Linked DNA regions of Mus musculus: all the other regions are linked to region 1. A link is a contact called in public HiChIP or PLAC-seq and Micro-C data. All regions are on one chromosome and are shown on one strand. Each heading gives the region's core, a stretch centred on a gene start, on an enhancer-like site or on the middle of the called end of the contact. The rest is flanking DNA. Distances are from core to core; before and after follow the strand shown.

The links. Hi-C and Micro-C count contacts between places; a contact is called where the count stands out from the background. HiChIP or PLAC-seq counts read pairs in DNA pulled down with a chosen protein or histone mark.
Region 2: a contact with region 1 is called in a Micro-C map of embryonic stem cells, with 2.2 times the contacts expected there. The contact joins the enhancer-like site here to the promoter of Gjb6 in region 1. A contact is called at or near these places in 9 of 39 promoter capture datasets (the C10 cell line, cranial neural crest, embryonic stem cells and 2 more), 3 of 484 Hi-C or Micro-C datasets (the AML12 cell line, embryonic fibroblasts and embryonic stem cells), 7 of 115 datasets of contacts at active chromatin or transcription factors (bone marrow-derived macrophages, embryonic stem cells, forebrain and 4 more) and 3 of 9 other capture datasets (adipose tissue, liver and pancreatic islet).
Region 3: a contact with region 1 is called in an H3K27ac HiChIP or PLAC-seq map of embryonic fibroblasts, with 11 read pairs. The contact joins the enhancer-like site here to the promoter of Gjb6 in region 1. A contact is called at or near these places in 9 of 39 promoter capture datasets (the 3T3-L1 cell line, the HPC-7 cell line, cranial neural crest and 4 more), 2 of 484 Hi-C or Micro-C datasets (bone marrow-derived macrophages and nephron progenitors), 10 of 115 datasets of contacts at active chromatin or transcription factors (T-cell acute lymphoblastic leukemia, acute myeloid leukemia, astrocytes and 4 more) and 3 of 9 other capture datasets (adipose tissue, embryonic stem cells and pancreatic islet).

The regions. Positions count from the first base shown.
Region 1 is chr14:57,131,117-57,135,338 of GRCm38.p6, forward strand. Gjb6 (gap junction protein, beta 6) reads right to left here and starts at 2,495. Exons shown (of 3, transcript NM_001010937.2): 1 at 2,070-2,495.
Region 2 is chr14:57,343,149-57,347,370 of GRCm38.p6, forward strand. The region is part of intron 3 of Cryl1 (crystallin, lambda 1); the gene reads right to left. Among named protein-coding and RNA genes, the nearest start is that of Gm23593, 12 kb to the left of the region's middle. Within about 2 kb of position 1,868, at least 30 of the 459 cell types and tissues checked have an H3K27ac peak or open chromatin away from gene starts, as enhancers often do. A contact at or near this core is called in embryonic stem cells, liver and pancreatic islet, where this site is marked.
Region 3 is chr14:57,314,798-57,319,019 of GRCm38.p6, forward strand. All of the region lies in intron 3 of Cryl1 (crystallin, lambda 1), which reads right to left. Among named protein-coding and RNA genes, the nearest start is that of Gm23593, 17 kb to the right of the region's middle. Within about 2 kb of position 2,119, at least 77 of the 459 cell types and tissues checked have an H3K27ac peak or open chromatin away from gene starts, as enhancers often do. A contact at or near this core is called in astrocytes, embryonic fibroblasts, neural progenitor cells and 1 more, where this site is marked.

The DNA of each region.
Region 1 (4,222 bases), core at 1,245-3,744:
CTCCAGGGTAGCTTTCTTTCCCTGTTAATCACAACAGCAGTGGTGGTGATGATAATCCACTATCTCGAACCTCAAACTCAACTTCCAAGTATGAAAAAAGTGGTAGAATTTGAAAAGCTGGGTACAGCCACCTTCCCAATACCAGAGTTTAAAAAAAAAAAAAAAAAAATCTGAAAACTAAAAAGTCATCCTTTAATCAAGAAATCTCTAGAAATCTCAGGTGACCCAAGAGACAACCTGATAGTCCAGTTTGAAATTTAATGACGCAAACCATCAGGATCTATGATTTCAAAACAGTGAGTAGTGATGGCATCAGGTTTAGGATTCATATACCTTGTCAACATCCACTGGCGCCAACGAGACCTTTGCTGTGCCTTTACATAGAAGAATGGGCAAGCCACAAAACTGTGTTTCTTCTTCCACTGAGCTCCAAACGACAATTAATTTCAACATCCCTTCCCTAGGCCCTTCTTAGCAGCTGCCTGTTCCAAGCAAGGCTCTCTCCTCTCCAAACACTTCCTTTAGGTTCAATTACAATTAAATAACTCTGAAAGAGGCAGGGGAGGCTCCTGGGGCCCAGTTCCACCCTCCCAGATCAAGCAACAGCTCCTGAAAATCCTGCCTAGGACAGTGTAAGATTATGGCCCCCGGGACCAAGAAACTTCAGTTACAAACAATCTTCCCATGATTGTATCCCACCTAACCAATGCACACAAACCTAGACTCTGGAATTTTCAGACTGAGGATGTACAAGTCTGAGCTTTCTTTCTATTGATAAAATCGTTGAAAGACCCTACCCAACTCTTCTCCGTATCTCACACGCCAAGAGAGAAAACAGAAATAGAGAACAAAGTCACCATGGGAATTTACCTTTCAATAACAGCCACCAGTGTGACCTGGGTTGGTGGATCAGTCTTGTGGGTCTCAAGTCCCCCTGTGAGGTGAACAGGAACCCTTCGCACCCCCAGTTATGTGACAGCAGGCTTTTTCCATCACCTCCCCCCTTTCTTGGCAGAGTTCAGACAGCACCCCCCCCCCCCCCAAAAGACTCTGCTGAATCCAAAGAGCTGACAAAGCTCTCCACAGGGGCCGTTCTGAGCAGCATCCTGCAGTTCTAAGGAAACTGCATCAGGACAGGACGTTTTTCTTCTAGAACACTGCTTGGATTCTGTTAGAACTGGGGCAAAGAAAACATAGCATCTACTTGAAAGAAAACAAGACTGCAGCGTTAAACTTAATCAGGCTCGAACGGACTAAAGTCTCCTGGTTGGTGTCCCTTACCGCGGCTGCAGGTCCACGGACTTTCCAGTGTCCATAGCTGTATGAAGGCCACATTCTCTGAGACCGGAGGCCTGGTCCCCAGGAATAGAAGGGAGCCCAAGTTTGCAAAACCCAGGCTGCTAACACCTGGAACTAGGCTCATTCAGGAAGTATTATCCGCGTCTGAACTTTTTAATTCGACATGTCACCAATTACTTTTAATTACTATTGTGCACTATACTGTCATCTTCGTTTCATAAGTTCCAGAGTCTTAATCATGCAGCCTGAATGGGCATTTCTCTCCAAGTCGCAGGGTTTGACTGACCATAAACATCATTCCTTGCTGTGCTTTTCTGCCCGCTCCCCAAATCGATGACAGCCCCAAACCAGCAAAGGAAATGAGAAAAGGGACTTAATCCGGACTCTAGTCACTTTAAACAGCCTGGTGTGTTTATAAAACCTGTCGTGCAAGTCAGAGGGGCATGGTGCATGCAGAAGTCAAACTAGTCCATCCCAGTTCCTACTGCAGGGCACGAGGGAGGGGGCGGCGCGGGTGACAACCACCCTGCCGCGGTTCCAGTTCCCGGTGGGCTCGCAAAGGCGGGATGCCGATGGGAGGCAGATAAGGATGCTGGCAAACCCCCGCCTCCCCCCCCCCCACCCCCCGCATGGTCAAGACTGTCTGTAACCGCCGGGCCGCCTGGAGATACTTGCCACCCCCTCGTCCCACAAATCTGGCGAGAAAGGGAACAGACCACTTCCTTTACCTGCCCGGGTTTCTCGGAGGAAATGCTCCCACTCGCGCTTACCTGCTCGGTGGGAGCCGGCTCCAGGCTCGCAGCGGCACTCAGAGCTCCTACCCTGAGCGTAGGTTGGATCAGGCGCCGGCGGTTCACAGCGGGAATGGAATCGGGGACAGTGCGGGTGGAGCCCCGGTTTCCACCTGTGGCTTCTTTTAACCGCGCCCCCACCCCGCCTCTGCCTGACGCCGCACGGGAGGGCTGCGGGAGAGGAGCGCGGGCACTCGACGCGCCTTCTGTGGTGCGCACCGCCCTCTCTCCGGGACAGAGGAGCGGGGCGGGTCCCCTTCTGTGGAGCAAGGGGCAGGGGACCTTCCCTGTTAGGGCCAGGTCTTAGTGGTACTATATTAGGGCACTCGTTGGGATCCTTCTTCTGAAGCCAGGGACCACTGCGAGTGTCCCCTAGGAGAGACTCCAGGTGTAGGCTGGTCTTCCCTTGGGTTGGGGACAGAAGGCTTGTCCCTTCTTGTGGATGTGGGTGGAGCGTGGACCGCGATGGGCAAGCTCAGCCAGATCCCATCAAGGACAGGGAAAAGTTGCCCGCTGGGGCCTTGCTGGGGCTGGACACTGGAGGGCCCTTAATGAAGTGAGGGCTATCCAGAGTACGGGGAACAGGCTTGTGGACCCAGCTAGTAGTGAGTCTCTCCTGTTGGTCATCCTGGTAGGAAGACAACTGGTTTGTTTTCATCCTTTCTAGACCCTTTGGGCACCCTCTCCTCTAGAGCAGCCTGGAGGTTCTTTATTCCTTAATGACCACTTAGGAGTCTCAAAGGTTTGTTTTTATTAGTCATCTGAATCCCTTCCTGCATTGTCCAGGGAAGGGGAGTGGACTTCCATCTTGAGAGATCCCACTGTGTCTGCTGTCACATCAAGGGCAGGGTAAGGTCAAGGCAAGCATAGAGGGTGGTACAGGGGGTCCTGGGCTGGAAATGTTGGAAGCCATGTAAGGACCTAGTTTTACAGGGCCTGCCCTGTGCTACTTCAGACAAGACTTGTAACATGTGTAACTTGGTTATTTTACAAAATTGGCTGGCAGGTATGTTCTTACCTGTTGGGTCATATTCTCACTTTAGCTACATTCTACCTGTTGGTTCACGTTCTCTCACAAAACGAGAGTAATAGTGCTTCCTAAAATGTCTCTCCCAGGTCATGGAGGTTGAGTCAACGCTTTATAAAAACCCACCTTAATAAAATACTTGAACCAGAGTTCTCGGAATTGGACCCGAATCATGAAAATTTGGAGCATACAGATGGTCTCTAGAATGACCTTGAACCCAGGGATGGAGACAAAAACAAGGCCGCTGTAGGCTACCCTGGTGTCCCTCCCTGCCTCCCACAGTCTGACTACAACACGTTCTTAGTTCCTTCTCCACCTCACCTGAAAGCACACATGATCCAGTCAGGCTCACGTGTGGTCATTTTCCCCCTGAGCAGATTGTAAACTTCTTTGGGGATCATCAATATATTTTTAAGTTTTAAGTTCTTGCTTTCTTCATTCCTACAGTAATGGTCACTTTGCACATAGTAGGCATGGATCCACAAGGATCTGTGCATTGCTTAACAGAGCTGAACCAGCACAGCAGATAATCCCGAAGGACAACTCTTGCTTCTTCCTATAGAATAAATATTACCCCGGTTCTGGCTCCTTGTACAGCAGTACCAGGGCAAGCAGGTGGAAGATGCCCCAGGACCACACAGGACAGAAGTCAGAAGAAAGAGCCCGGAGGATTGCCTTATCACACAGGTGTCCAAAGAGGAGCACACTTGACACAGAAAATCACGTCCTTCTTGCTCACATCCTCTGTGCCAGTGCAGAGGCCTTTGATCTTTTCACATACTTCTAGGCACCTTTAGTGGTCAGTGTTCTTCTCTTCTTGTCAGGCAGGTTTATTGCAGCAATTAATGGAGACTTGGTGAGCTTACTGATCTGGAAACTGAAGTCAGTTAAACATCATGTGGGAAGGCTACAAAGATGCCCAGAGTAGGGGCGGACCCGGTGGCTTTGTGTGTCAGACATGAAAACATTCAGGGGACAAATCTACCGTCTCAAAGCATCAGACCACCCTGAGACAGACCCTTGTAGACTTGGTTGGCAACCAGAACTAACCTGAATAATGCCTTCCCTCTGCTTTGCCATTGTGAGTTCTAAGGCCCCAAATTTA
Region 2 (4,222 bases), core at 618-3,117, 210 kb after region 1:
AGTACACAGGTCAAGCCTCAGAGTGGCCAGTTGGCACTTGCTCTCTGCTGTCTGAGCCTCCGGACTAGCCTTAAGCTGGAAGCATTCAGAGAGTCCTGGGTTTCTCAGAGAGCCGCCTGGAGCCATGGAGGACAGAATCAAAGGCCACCAGGAAGCAAAGATCGTATCTGGATGTCAAGGCCCTGAGTCTAGGCCTGACTTCTAAATATAGCACTGTGGGCTCTGTGACAAAGTGACAAGCATGCCACCAGAAACCCTGGTTACAGGGCTGCTAGAAGCTCCCGTGAAATAATTAACGCAGAGGTTGGAAGAAGAAGAAAGGCATACGAGGGCGGCATGTGAGGTAGCTGTCTTGAGGTAATTGTTATTTCGTTTCTCATTTTATCACTGTTTAGTCAGCAGAACAATGACTCCCACATAGTCTAATGTCTTCTCAGGAAAGTACCACAACCAGGTTCATTGTTTGTAAGAAAGAGAGACACTTCTTGCCACTCACTCACAGGGACTCTAATGAAAGGCCCCGCTCCGTTTCCGTGCGCGAGTTTCTTAATCTCTAGGGAAGGGATTCCCTGCCTGTGGGTTGGGGAAGACATCAACAAAAGCATCCAGCACAAAGAGGATCGCACCATAAATGGTCCTGACGACAGTCGGATGTGACAGTTGCTATCAGAAACTATCCCAGTTAAGGACTGAGACAGACAATAGAGTTTAGGGAGTTGCTTTTTTTCTTTTAATTTGGTGTTTTGTTTTGTTAAGACAGTGTCTCAGTCTGTAGCCCTGACTAGCTTACCATATGGCCCAGGATGACTCTGAATTTAAGATCTTCCTACCTCAGCCTCCCAAGTGTAGGCTGATAGGCACACACAGCCATGCGTGGCATAATAGAATTATTAGAAACTGATGGTATTTTCTACTTCCACCTTCTGCCATAACTGTGTCTATTCAAGTCCTCATGCATGGTGATTCGGGGCTCAGCTGAGGATCCAAGAGCGATTACGTGGTGCCCATGATCCCTGCTTTCTTCAGCTGCAGGGGCAACAGTGAACTCCTCTAGGATGGCTAAGTTACAAAGACAGTTCACATTCCACCATTGATTAATGAAAGCAGAAGGGTTAGGGGAGACAAAGTTCTGTGGTCCGCAGTTTGACCCAGCCCTGGGAACAATACACACCATCGATGCATGGAAGGAATCCTCATTTGCGTAAGTGACTATAACTAGGAATTTTTTTACAACTAAAACATGTATCTCAAGGTTTAGCTTGAGGAAGGAAAAGGAAAAACAGGAAAACTTAGGAGGAATTGAGTGTTCCTGGCCCTTTTCCTACACCAGTACCACCCTTGTTCCCCCAGCCCCAGATGAAATTTTATTTTTCAGTTCCCAGCAACTTCAGATTAGGCTACTGTTGAGTTCAGACAATAAAACCCAAAGTACAGTGCCTTGACATGCTGAGTACATTCAATTAAAGGAATTAAATTAACTAAAGGAATTGAAGGACTTAAAGCTGCTCTCAATAGAATTCGTCCCAACCTTCCACCAAGCGCAGGGAGATTTCTCTGAAGTTCCCTGTACACACGGCATTGCCCACCGAGGGCAAGGAGAAGGCAGGGCTCATCCAGGACAGTCTCAGTGACTTGTGTCCCAGGTGTGAGCGACCAACTGTCATGGCTTCTGAGAGATAGGAAGACAGCACAACCACTCAAAAAAGGGAAGCCGCCAACTGAAAGAAGTCTTTTTGGTCCCACCCACCCACAGCATTTCAGTCTGCGGACATCAACTTTCAAATGAAAATAAACAGCCAGAGCGGTGCAGAGTCAGCAGATACAGTCCCCGGGGGGCTAAAACAACAGGGTGAGTGGCAGGAAGCCTAAGGGCCAGGAAAACCAAACAAACAAAGATGGACGACTTCTCACGAGCCACCCAAACTCCAGAGTCCGGCGGTTCCTGTATCGGCCCAGCACGGAGGTCTGCCCCAGGTCTCTTATCAATATTAAGCCGCTGGCAAGAGTTCCTCGTCTTCCTTTTAAACAGGCAGAGTCCCTGTTGTGTTCAGCACAGAACACGGGATCTAAAGGACTTGGCAAACGGCAGCCACACAGCGAGAACCGTGAATGCGAACACTTAGGGAAAAATACACGGAGGCAAATGTGGCACTGGTTAAATCCCTCCATGTTTGTGCAGCTTTAACTACCAGTGCCTCCAGACAGAGTGCTTACGTAGCAGCACGCATGAGGCCCTAGGATTGGTCTTCAGCATTGAATATATGTGTGTGTGTGTGTGTGTGTGTGTGTGTGTGTGCACGCGCGTGCGCACTTGCAGAAGCATGGTGTGACCACCCTTGCTGGCATCCTGTGTGTTCTAGCCTGATGATAAAATCAACTATTTTCCTGAATTTGTTTATTCCATATAACATACTTTTATTTAAAAAAAAAAAAATAGATGCCTATTCACTTTTACCTTAAGCATTAGCTGAACAACCTATAATCTGTAGACCATAATGAATATGATATAACTAGCACAAAGTCAAAACCCCACACCAGAAATTCACTGTTCTATCCTTCTAAAAACGTTCTGTGGGATCTTTTCAGAGATTTGGACTTTCTGTTGTAAACTCAGAGGACAGCAAGGTCATTAGGCTTGTTTCTATTTTAGTTTTGTTTTTGATACACAGCCCTACTGTGTAGAGCAGGCTGACCTCAAAATGGTGATCCTCCAACCTTAGCTTCCCAAGTGCTGGGATTACAGATATGTGTGAGCAAATTAAGCAAGCAAGTAAGAATATCAATGTTGGGTTGAGTGTGGTGGTACACACCTGTAATATCAGCACTTGGGATGTAGAAACACGAGGATCAGGAGTTCAAGGTCAGCCTCAGGTATATAACAAGTTTGAGGACTACCTGGCCTACATGAGACTCTGTTGAGGAGGGGAGGGGAGGGGAAGGGGAAGGGGGAGGGGAAGAGGCAATGTTGGGACAGTGTCTTATTTAATCCATTTAGAAAGCAGTATGTACAATACTGGAAAACTTGAAATCCAGCCACACTAATAGATTGCTCCTAAAAAGGAGGGAGGGATCAGGAGAAATGGATCAGTGGTTAGGAGCACTTGCTCTTGCAGGGGATCCCAGTTGGGGTCCCAGTACTGGCATGGTGGCTCACAACTATCCATGCTTCCAGTTCCAGGGGATCTGGTGCCCTCTTCTGGCCTCCATGCGTGCAGGCAAACACTGATCCACATAAAATAAATACAATCTTTAACAATAAAAATTTGGGCTCAAGAGATGGCGCAGCAGTTAAGAGCACTGGTTGCTCTTACAGAGGACCCTGTTTCGTTTCCCAGCACCCAGATGGTTGCTCACAGCCATCTGTAATCCAGAGGGTCTGATGCCCTCTTCTGGCTTCCTTCAGCAGAAGGCACGCACATGGTATGACTACATACATGCAAGCAAAGCATACATACACATACAATAAAAACAAAAGAAATAATTTTAAAAGGAGGAGAGGAAGATAAAATATTATCCAACAATGTGTATCAAGAGCCAGTCAGGCAAGAATGTTCATCCAGAAATTCTGTTTTTAATGAAATTCCCTTTTAAACAGTAACTAGCAGGATGCTGTGGGGAGATAACAAGGCAAGTGTGATTGCTTGAAGCACAGTACTGGTCTGGTCTGGTCTGGTCTGGTCTGGTCTGATTTGGTTTGGTTGTTGTTAGGAATCAGAGGAACTGGGAATCAAACCCAGGGTGTCACCCACAATAGGCAAACTCTCTCCCTCTGAGCTGCAGCCCTAAAGTAGGTACTGAAGTAGCCATAAGAACATTACTTTCAGGGCTAGAGAGATGGCTCAGTGATTAAGAGCGCTGGCTATTCTTCCAGAGGACCTGGGTTTGAGCCCCCAATACCCACATGGTAGCTCACAACTGTGGCTAACTCCAGTTTCAGGGGATCCAATGCCCTCTTCAAGCCTCTATGGTTACTATATTTGCATGGTACACACAGACACTGTATTTACAAGTAGACTGCTACAAAGACCCTAGACCAATGGTTCTCAACCTTCCTAATGCCGTGACCCTTTAATACCATTCTTCATGTGGTGACCTTCAACAATAAAATTATTTCGCTGCTACTTCATACTTTTAATTTTGCTACTATTATGAATAGTAATGTAGATACCTGATATGCAGAATATCTGCTATGTGACCCCCAAAGGGGTCTCAACCCACAGGC
Region 3 (4,222 bases), core at 869-3,368, 180 kb after region 1:
ACCATAAAATTATTTTGATTCTGTTATGAATCTTAATATAAATATCTGATATGCAGGATGTCTGTTTAGAACTGCTGTCCTAGCTGCTCACTGCCACCAACAGAGTCGTACTAGCATCTTGTTCACTTCTACAACGCTAATTGCCCAGCCAACTTCACTGGGACATTTCATTTATGTAACATTTAAGGGAATGAAAAGAACCCCAAAAGCCCAACTACAGAAACTCAGTGTCAAAGTGATATCAGAATAACTCCTCACAAATAAAAAATGTCAGCAAGCCTATAATCCCAGCATTTGGGACGTAGAGGCAGGAGGATCAAAATGGTCAAGGGTATTGTCTGCTGGAGAGTTTGAGATTGAACAGAGTCTCAGAAGAATATATAACTGACAGACAGATAGATAGATAGATAGATAGATAGATATACAGATACTCACAAGAAATAATAAACAAATAAAACAGAGGCTAGAGAGGTGGCTCCAAGGTCAATGACATTTGTTGCTCTTGCAGAGGACCTGGGCTCAGTTCCCAGCATCTACATGGTAGCTCATTGCCATCAGTAAGTCCAGTTCTGGGGCATTCAGTGCCCTCTTCTGGCTCCTGTGGGTACTAGGAACACACAGGTGCACAGATATGCACACAGCCAAAACACTCATCACAAAAAAATTAAAATTCTTAAAAAATATTCTTCTTAAAGTTTTATTCAAAAGGGAAGGGGTCCACACTGTGTGTGTGTTTAAACCTTTTAAAAGTATAATCGGGCCATATGAGCGTCACATCTCAAAGAGAACCAAAGAACAGAGTCATTTAAGAACTGTAAAGCCCATTGTGTTCTGTCCCCTTATCAAAAAAGGAAAAAGAGCCACAGTGGCTGGCCGTTCCCACTGAGTCCCTCCTGGATCACTTAAGTCTGTGAGGTTGGTTCAGTTTAAATGGAGCCTTGGAGTCAAGCCAGAGGTGAAGGCCGACTCAGAGATCCTGTGAGCCCCGAAAAGAATGGCCTCATTGTGCGCTGTCATGCAGATTCTCCTCTGAAATTCTATGCCTTTTCTCCAAATCGTTTGATCATGACAGAGGCAAGAAAACTTGAACCAGAGGAAACCCAAACCTGCTACAATTATGTAAGGGTTTCCAGTGGCCTGCTGGCTTGACATTTGGTTGCTCTTGCTGTGGTAGCCCAGTTGTGTGAGATGGATGGAGTCACAGACCTCAGGCTTCAAGCCATGTCAAACGCTGGGCTCAGCTCCCTGCTGTCCACAAAGGTAGCTCATTTTAGTCAGGACCTCAGACCCCAAAGGCTGCCGCCCTCCTTGCCCTGAAGGGTGTATAGATGGGTCAGATAGCTAAGGCAGAGGGGTGTGGCCACTCACTTGTCTCTCCTCCACACCCTCCTGCTTCTCCAGTCAGTCTGCCTTGGAGGGGTGCATTTCTATAAAAAGCTGCTTTGTGTGAAATACTTCAGTGGCTGCCATCACCACAGCAGGCAACCAGCTTGCCTCTGCCTAATTAAAGTCTGACCACATCTCCCTACAGAGCTGGTTTATATTGTTTGTTTGTTTGGATTTGCTTCGTTTTGAGGGAATGGGAATGAACGCCACATCTAACAAACGATCCGGTCACACACAACCAATACCGCAGGCGTGCCCAGATTTGGGCAGCAAAACCAAGCAATGAACACTTGGGAAGTAGATTATGACAAAACTTAATTGTTAATTAAGAATTCCTTTTTTTTTTTTTTTTTTTTTTGGTTTTTCGAGACAGGGTTTCTCTGTATAGCCCTGGCTGTCCTGGAACTCACTTTGTAGACCAGGCTGGCCTGGAACTCAGAAATCCGCCTGCCTCTGCCTCTCAAGTCCTGGGATTAAAGGCACGCACCACCACCAGCAGCAATTAAGAATTCTTAATGGCTGTCGAAATCAGCCTCCTTTTTTTTTTTTTTTTTTTTTTGGTCTGAGGCAGTAGTCAAGGCTGACCTCCCACTCGATATGTAACAAAGGCTGATGTGAAACTCTAGCAGCTCCTGACCTCCCACTTCCTCCCCTCCCCCTCCCCCTCAGGCTTATGCAGCATTAGGGATCTAATTCAGGGCCTGACAATTGAGTCACATCCCTGTCCAACTCTCACTAGCCTCCAGACCCAGACATTAGATGAGGCTAACCGTCAACACTGCTGCTTTTGCCCCTTCCCTTCTCAAACAGAGGAAACTGAATGATGGAGTTATGAGTATACTTTTTTTTAACTACAACGTTTATAAAAGTAAATGTCAGGCAAATGGCAGTGTCTGGTCGGCAGTTAAAGCTACCCGGATGGTTGAGAGCTTTCAGGGCTGTACTTGGGTGAATCTGCGCAGTGGCAGTCGGTCAGCTCACTGGGCTGGTTCCCAGAGAGGGCACAAGTACCTGCTTTTCAAGTCCTGCCTGCTGGCCACAGGACACGCAGTCCCACAGACGGTTGCCATGAAAGGCAAAGATGAGGTTTTGCTGAGTTTTGATTTTTTTTTAATGGCTCCCACCCCACCCTGCCTCACCCAGTCACCCCACACAATTTAAATAGCATCCTGTGACTCATGTAAAATATGTGGATGAAAACTTCAATGTGCTTTCCAAGAAAACCCACATATGACTGTAGTGCCTGAAGTATTTTACACACAACGTGGTTCTAGGAGCGGGTTTGACTGTGGAGGAAGCCGACTGGGAAGGCCAGGGAGACACTCTTGGGCTGGAGGGGAGCAGAATTCAGACAGCGCAGGCAGACTGTGAGGCCCTCTCACCTTGTCATCACCGCCTCTACTTTCTCCTCAGTGTCTTCCCCAAGAGCGCAGCCTTTACAAGCTATCATCAGGCTGCCACTCCTGAGGAGATAGACAGGAAAAGGGAGAGAGGAAGAGGAGGAGAGTCCTGCTCCGGAGGAAGTGGTGTCAAAAGGAAAAGATGTTCATTTTCAACACCAACCTCTCAGCCAAATGAATGGTACTCTGCCCAAACCAGGAGCTCATTTACCCCTGAACATCAAATTAAAGTGTTTTTGGTTGCTTGGTTTTGAGGGTATTAAAGGTGCTCACTCTGCTAGCCTAGAAGTTCCTGCAATGATCCAAAACAAACTACACCCAGAGATTTTCCCAAGGGAAACAGCAGAGCAGAGCCTCCTGGGCAGGCGGGAGGTGGGGGAGGGCAGCTGGGAGAGAGGGTGAGAGGTCAGTTCCCTGAGCTTAGGTGTTCTGCTTATAGAGATTAATGCTGTCTGTTCGAAAATGCAGTCCTGCCTCCGGTGACCTCACAGCACCTCAGAAACAAATGTGGTTCAGCGCCATCCCTCTGAGTACCTTCTCCCATCCTCATTCCAGGGATACTTCTGTACCTTTTATGAGATCATTTATTTAGAATTTAAATGCTTGACATGAAAAAAATAATAGAATAAAAACAGTTCACTTACATCCCTATGTCATCGCTCTAGGGTATTTCTAGTCTTTCCTAGGAGGAAGAGGTGATGTCAGTCTAAGTGCCATGTGCTAAGCCATTGTATGGATGGAGCTTCAAGGGAAGTGACATTCTTAAATACAAGTCACTGAGGTTTCTTTGTTCTTGTAGGGTGTTTTTTGGTTTGCGTTTATGGGTCTGTGTGTTTGTTTAGACAGGATCTCATGTGGCTCAGGCTAGCCTTGACTTTACCCTCTGTCTCCCTGTCCACCTCCCAAATGTTAGGAGTACATGTGTGAGTCACTATACTTGGTTACAAGTTGGTTAAACTTTCAACAACAAAAAAGAAAAAGAAAAAAAAAAAAAAAAAGCTGCCCAACCACAGTAGACCAGACCAGGATCTCACTCTGTAGCCCAGGCTGGTCCAGAATTCACTAGGTAGCCTAGGCAAACCCCATCTCTGCCTATGGCTGTACCACCATGCTACATTTTAAAGAAGACACTCTGCTATTTCCAATAAGTTAAAAATCCACTTTAAAGCCACAACATTTGTTTTATTTAATGGTGACAGCCAGATTCCATGCTTGCTTCTCTTCCTGATTCCTTATCTATCTGATCTGTTTTCCTCACCTATGCACTGAAGAGAAGAGCACACACACTGCTCTTGCTTGAGGCAACACTTCATGTGTCCCCGGCTGGCCTCACTGTGGAGCTGAAGATTACCTTACATTTCCCATTTTACAGGCACCCAGCACCAGGCCTGGTGCCTTGTGGCACTTGGCCTTCTGCAAGCTAAGCAGGTACTCAC